Regions from separate parts of the Ovis aries genome. Here region 1 is linked to region 2. A link is a contact called in public Hi-C data. All regions are on one chromosome and are shown on one strand. The core of a region is the stretch at or near the end of the contact, and the rest is flanking DNA. Distances in the headings are between cores, read along the strand shown. Region 1 overlaps ACVR1 (activin A receptor type 1). Region 2 holds the start of ACVR1 (activin A receptor type 1).

What was found. A called contact is a pair of places that touch in the nucleus more often than the background predicts.
Region 1: a Hi-C map of omental adipose tissue shows a contact between it and region 2, with 2.2 times the contacts expected there. The contact joins the enhancer-like site here to the promoter of ACVR1 in region 2. A contact is called at or near these places in 9 of 16 Hi-C or Micro-C datasets (hypothalamus, liver, mixed tissues and 5 more).

The regions. Positions count from the first base shown.
Region 1 is chr2:151,932,480-151,935,696 of ARS-UI_Ramb_v3.0, reverse strand. All of the region lies in intron 3 of ACVR1 (activin A receptor type 1), which reads right to left. Among named protein-coding and RNA genes, the nearest start is that of ACVR1, 97 kb to the right of the region's middle. Within about 2 kb of position 1,571, at least 17 of the 54 cell types and tissues checked have an H3K27ac peak or open chromatin away from gene starts, as enhancers often do. A contact at or near this core is called in liver, where this site is marked.
Region 2 is chr2:151,835,483-151,838,546 of ARS-UI_Ramb_v3.0, reverse strand. ACVR1 (activin A receptor type 1) reads right to left here and starts at 1,807. Exons shown (of 11, transcript XM_060409911.1): 1 at 1,041-1,807.

The sequences.
Region 1 (3,217 bases), core at 322-2,821, 97 kb before region 2:
AACACATTAAAGAGGTTGTATCTGTTGATGCTGGGTTGGAGAAGAGGGCTTGAAGGGGTAAAATGAAAATAAGACAGGAGAGGAGCTGGCCACAGACTGATAATGAATAGAGGAGGATGAATCATTCACTTGCTACATGTACGGTCTGCCAGGAACAACCACGACCACCCCAGGCCATAGAGGGCTCACTCATCACTGATTCTATGGAAACAGATGGTTCAGGGTACCAAAGAATTAATTGCACTTGGTGGTTCTAATAAAATTTTTTAAAAGTCAATTAAAAGAAATAAAGTAATGACAATAATTTCTCTAATGTGCCTTCAGAGTGAACTCAGTTCTTAAAGTCAGAGCCCAAACTTTAGGCGCACAGGCACAAGATGTCTCCTGCCTTGCCAAGGTCTGGCTTTTCAAAGGACATGGGGATGGTCTGACAGATGTTTAAACTGTGACCTAGAGAATATTGCCAGAAGTGAGCAGCCTCAAGTACATACCATCTTTAGCAAGATTCAGCCCACTAGACCCAACCCTGCAGTGTATCCAGGCATAACTGGGTACAGATCTTAATCAGATTTTATCCTGTGGGGTTATACTCTAAGTTAAAAACCAAGGTTTTCAGATCTTCCCTGCCACAATCAGAAAAAAGGAAAAAAGAAGGAAGACAACTCTTAACTCTATGTAATAATTAACTCAGTCTCTGATATGGGACCATGAGTTCAGTTCAGCAGTTAGCAAATGGGAAAGTATAAAAACTCCACTAACTCTGCTTCCTATTTTGCTTTTCACCAACATTTACTTTTCTTAATTTGTGAATTCCCATATAACTGATTGGCAGAGCCCTTAGTGAATCAGGTTTTCTTATACAGCCAAATATAAAGACTTTAAATTCACAAGAATATAAGAATGACCCCATGCACCCCCACACACATCTACACCAGACCCAAACATTAGTTAAACGCCACTTTGGCAATCTTATCCAACAGGGTAGATCAACCTAAGAGACCCCAAGAGGATTTTCTGAGCCAGGATCACTAATTCAACAAAGCAGGTTAAAAGCAAGGTAGTACCATTTTCAGATCTTAATATTCACAATTCTAAGAAACACAGCAGGCCCCCAAATGCCTATGACTCACTATTTTCATCTTGTTAAAATTTAGGAATAACCGTAACATGTGTAGGCCTGGGATATCTTATTTGGAGTAGGCTGGTGGGGTGGGGAAGTGTGAGAATTATCACAAAGCCCTTTTTAGGGCCACAGACAAGGGTCTGTGGACCTCTAATCTCTCAGACTGAGATATAAATACACTACACATCAGGGAGCACCGAGGAAGGATAATCACCTTCTGTGACTGATTTTCAACAGTCCAGCCAGGAAGCACCACATCTGATATGAAGCATTTTACACTTGCCTGTGCAAATAACCAGGAAGTGCCCTGGCAGAAGGCAGTCAGTCTACTCTACCTAATTGACGCTCATTTAAATAATTCAGTAATTGAAACGTCAAGCCAGAGGTATTCCCTCTGTGCAGAGCTCACCCACACTGTTTGTTCTAAAGGCACCTCCCAGCATTACTCAGTGTTATGGCTGGCACCCTGTGCCCTCTGGAGCCCCAGAACCAGGCCTGTGTGAACACACTGGCAGCCCACGTCTGGCTGGGAGCAGCAGGGAGTCCTCGGCACCACCTGGAAGGATCCGGGGCTGGCTCTGCAACCACAGGCTCAGACTGGGGATCCCAGGGGTTCACCAAGGCCGAATCTTTTAAAAGATTCTCCTTGTTCTGGGCAATACCCAGCTCACCATCTGGACACACCTACTCTCACAGCCTAATCCAGGACTGGCAGAGGAAGAGGCAGAGCAAAGAGCATCGCGGATTTTCTGAGACTGTCCACAGTCTGGGATGATCTTGTGCCTCAGAGCAAGAGGACCCACATTCATGTCTTAAGCGGGACTTGAGCAACCTATGCACACTATGAAGGGATTTCTATGTTCTCCTGCCCACCTGCCCAGTCATGCACTCCAGAATGCTCTAAGGCATTTCGGTTGATGATCATTCCTAATGGTGCACAAAACCCCACGTTTCCCACTGAAGTGTTTGACATAGAAGACAAATGAGAAAATGCTCTGAGTCAACCAGCCTTAACTGTGATCCCAGGAATCAGCAAAAGGAACAGCTGAATTTCTTACAAACTCACCTCAGAGTGGCACAAACAACACTGTAATGATTAGACTGCTGTCTACTAGACTATTGTCCAATATCTCAGGACTTTATAGGCTAAAAAAGGAGCCCCAAACATCCGTGGACTTCTTCCAACAGTATAAACAGTTCATTCATTTGAAATGACAGCTTCTATTAGGCTCATAGATACGGGAGGCCTTCCATCAGCTCCTAATCCGAGAGTGCAGTATGGCACCTTTCCAGAATCTTCAGCATTTGAGATCTCTGGCATTAAACAAAGGCTTACGGAAGGATTTTGCAATGCCAGGTATCACTGCCAGCAAGCCTGCTCCTGAGACAGAAACACAAAGGTCTGTCCAGACTGCCTAGTGAAGGGCATTTGATGGTCTGGCAAGAAAGCAGGCTATATGCTTGGAAATAAAAGACACCCAGGTGCCTAAATGCTCTCATTATAAAACATCCACTTAGGGAACCCAAATCATTTTTTTTTTTAACCTGAACAGAGAAATTGATATTTGGTAAAGTTTTACAAGCCAAAAAGAAAATAGGAATAGGGGCAATTGAATAGGATCACATATAAATTAGAATAACGACAATAAAAAATAATAGTAGGGTTTTCACAATTTTGAACTCACGATGCCTCCACTCTAAATGTGCCCTTTCTCCAGGGTTCCCTCACTGAGCTAATGGTGCCTCCATTTCAGATCTACAAGCCTGACTCCATGACCCTCAAAAGGGAGATACACAAGGAATTCCCAGCAGTTAGGACTCGGTGCTCCCACTGCTGGGGCCCAGGTTCAATCCTTGGTCAGGGAACTAAGATCCCACAAGCTGCGACCCTGTATCCCTCAAAAACGGGGGGAGACACCATGGTCACCCTGCCCTGGCTGACCTGCTCTCCACTTTTCCAGCCTCACCTCTGATCCCCTTGGTTCCGGGAAGGGTTCCTCCTGCTTCAGGAGCCCAGGTCTGCTAGGTATGGAATTCCCCACCATGGGATGCTGGGGTTCCCTCTTGAGGATAGCCCCCACCCTCAAGTCTGTG
Region 2 (3,064 bases), core at 558-3,057:
TGTAAAACCACTACCTATATCAAGTTTTATCTAAAGCCACTCTCTCCACTTCAAGTAAATCTCACCCATACTGAAGAGAATGAATCCATCCTGGCCCTTGTTTTCTCATCTGTCCAGAATTTATTGCAACATCATTAACTACCTTTGAGTATCTTCACAAGGGCTGATTGTAGAAATGTGATTATCCAACACACAATTCCATCAGCCTAAGGATTACGCATCTCAGCCTCAAAAGACTTCTGTTTTTTAATTCCAGGACAGAAAACAAAAACAACTGAATCAGGAAAAAAAGTGGTTTGGTCTCAGAAGCCAGGTGATCCAAATCCTGTCTAGGCCTAAGATAACCTCCCGCACGACCCCTGTGTCCCCATCAGCAAAATGGGGAAGATCCATGCTTCACACTCAAGCATACTGTAAAACTGGAGGGCGAGGCCAGTGTCTGAGGTCAGCACAAGTCTAGCGTCTGCTGGCTGCCAGAGCCCGGGCCCCCCGCCAGCCACCCACCTCCAGAGACAAGTGCCAGGACATACTATAGTGTTTCCATTTAAGGCCCGCCACTTGGATTAGCCCATCTCTTGAAATTTCTTACCACCACCTTTCCAGGAAGAATTTTTGGGGGGGAAAGGGGAGGTGGTGTCTATTTTTTGCCACCGACTTTCCTTGGGCTGTCAGAGTAGTCTGCATCTCTGGAACAGGATTCTTGAAAACCACTGGGCTAGTCTGTGTTTAAATGCCAGGCCTCTTTTCAAAAATATACAAAATGCGGATGAGATCAGTCCCTTCTCTCACAATCTAACTCCCATCACACACACTTCAAAAAAGAAAGCAAGCCCAATGAAATTAACAAATCCATTGTATTACTTTCCTGTCTCTCTACCAAAGCCACAGAAAGCACAACTTTTTAACCAAGACTTTTCTTCTGCTACTAAGTGGAATGTTTTCTTCCCTAAGGAGCTTCTTCTACAGCTTCTTTCCCATGCAAGGAGCGTTCACAACTCCAGAGGGAAAAAGGGAGGGTCGGGGAAGATTGGGAGACCTACCTAGCACAAATTGGACAGAGCTGAAACAGTCTAGAACCCGACGGAAGTGAGTGCTTCCCGCACGGTAGAGGCCCACCTCTCTCCCCAGCGCACCCACGGCTCCAGCCTCACTGTTTTGGTTACAGTGTTGAAGGAAGGGTTTTAAACTTGGCAAAGTTCCGTGCAACATCTGTAACCACATTTGCCTTCTGGGGATCGGAAGATGAATCCCACATTCCTGGCTTTGAAGCTTTTTGAAACTGCAGCTAGGAAGAACGGAGGGAGGGAGGGAGGGCGTTGAGCAGAGTTTATTGGCTGTCTCTCCAGCAGAAAATTCCTCTTGGAAGAGACGGATATTTTGAGGGTGGGGGGTGATTTGCCCATCCCTTGACTCTCTACCAAGCTCAGCTGGGAAGGTGAGCCCCGTGGTCAGGCGGCCAGATCGATTTACAAGTCTGAGGCGCACACCCTGAAGGAGTTCACTACAGGCACACACACTGCAAACCCGAGACCACCCCACTCCATGCATCTGCCCTCTCCCACATCCCACCAGCAGTTCAGGCCCACCGCAAGACAGTTTTGTTCCGCGGCTCCTTCCCTCACCGTGAGTGAATCGGCTTGGGGGGAGAAAGGAATGAAAGCGAGGGGGAGGCACCGCAGACGCCCACCCTCCACCCCCAATTCCTGCCCCTTTTCCCGCTAGGTTCTCCCCTCCCTCGGTCCCCCGGGCTCCCGCTGGCGCGGCGGGCGACCTGCCCTCACCTCTTGTCCGGCGGCTGCGGGGGGCTGAGCCGGGGGGAGGCGGAGTGCTAGCCAGCCGGGCGCTGCAGGTCGGCGCGGGGCGGGGCGGGGCGGTGCAGCCGGCGAGGGAGCCCGGAACTCCGCGGGGCTGAGGGCCGGCGGCCGTCCCCGAGAGGCGGCGGCGGCGGCGGCGGCGGGCGGGTGCGGGGGGCCGGGTGCCTTCCAGCCCTGGGGCCGGTGCGGCTGGCCGAAGAGCAGCCTGGCAGCAGCAGCGGCGGCGGCGGCGGCAGCGGCAGCCACCCCGGGTAAAGAGCCGGGGGAGGGAGGGGAGGCGGGGTGAAGAGGAGGCGGAGGAGAAGGAAGGGGAGGAGGGCGGGCGGAATAAACTTCCCGAGGCGCCGCGGCACGGGCTGGGAGGACGGCCGCGGGCGGGGCGGGCCGGATGGGGGCTGGCCCGGGGGGCAGTCGCGGGGGGGACGGTCACTGAGAGTAGAAAAGTTCCCCCAGCGCCGAGGGGCAGGCTGCGGCGGCGGCGGCTGCAAAGAGCCGGAGCCGGAGCGGGAGGAGCGGGAGGAGGAGGAGAAGGAAGTGGCTGCGGAGCGCTCGGCCAATGAGTGTCTGGAGCTGTGATTAACCAGGCAGCAACACATCATTTCCTCCCGGCGCGGATCCAGGGAGCCGGGAGGGAGAGGGAAGACGGCGGGGCGGGGCCGTCCCCGCGCCCCCTGCAGGCGCCCGGCCGGGGGCGAGCCCGCCGAGCCCCGCCGAGCCTGGCCGAGCCGCCCCCGGCGCGCCCCTGGCTGTCTGGCCCGCCCGGAGGAGGCTGCTAGCGCGCCGCCTGCGGGGCTCTTCGGAGGCGGGGAGGCGGCGGGGCAGGCCCAAGACGGGCTCCTGCGGCCGGGGTGGGAGGCGGAGAGGCCGCGCGGCGGGGTGAGTGCCCAGGTAGGCGCGGGCGGGGCCGTCTGGACAGCTCCCGGGGGGCGCGCGGGGCGGGCGGGCCGACTGCCTCCCGGCCCGGGACTGCGGGCGGTGCGCGGCTGGACTCCTGCTGGGCTGACTCAGGCTGGATGCGCAGAGAAAAGCCTCGGCATTCTCACCCAGGCCATTTCTGACCTGCCTTCAAATCCCCTTCCACTTTGCTCATTTCCTCGCAAGGTCTGGGGTTATGCAAGAGCTTGCCATTTTCGCAGACCGCCTCCTTAGGAATAAAAATATGCATTTGGGGCGGGGGGGTGGGTCGGGGCGGGGGGGGGGGGGGGGCGCTGGTGTTCTGCGGTAATCTAGCCCTGTCCTAGGCGCCATGG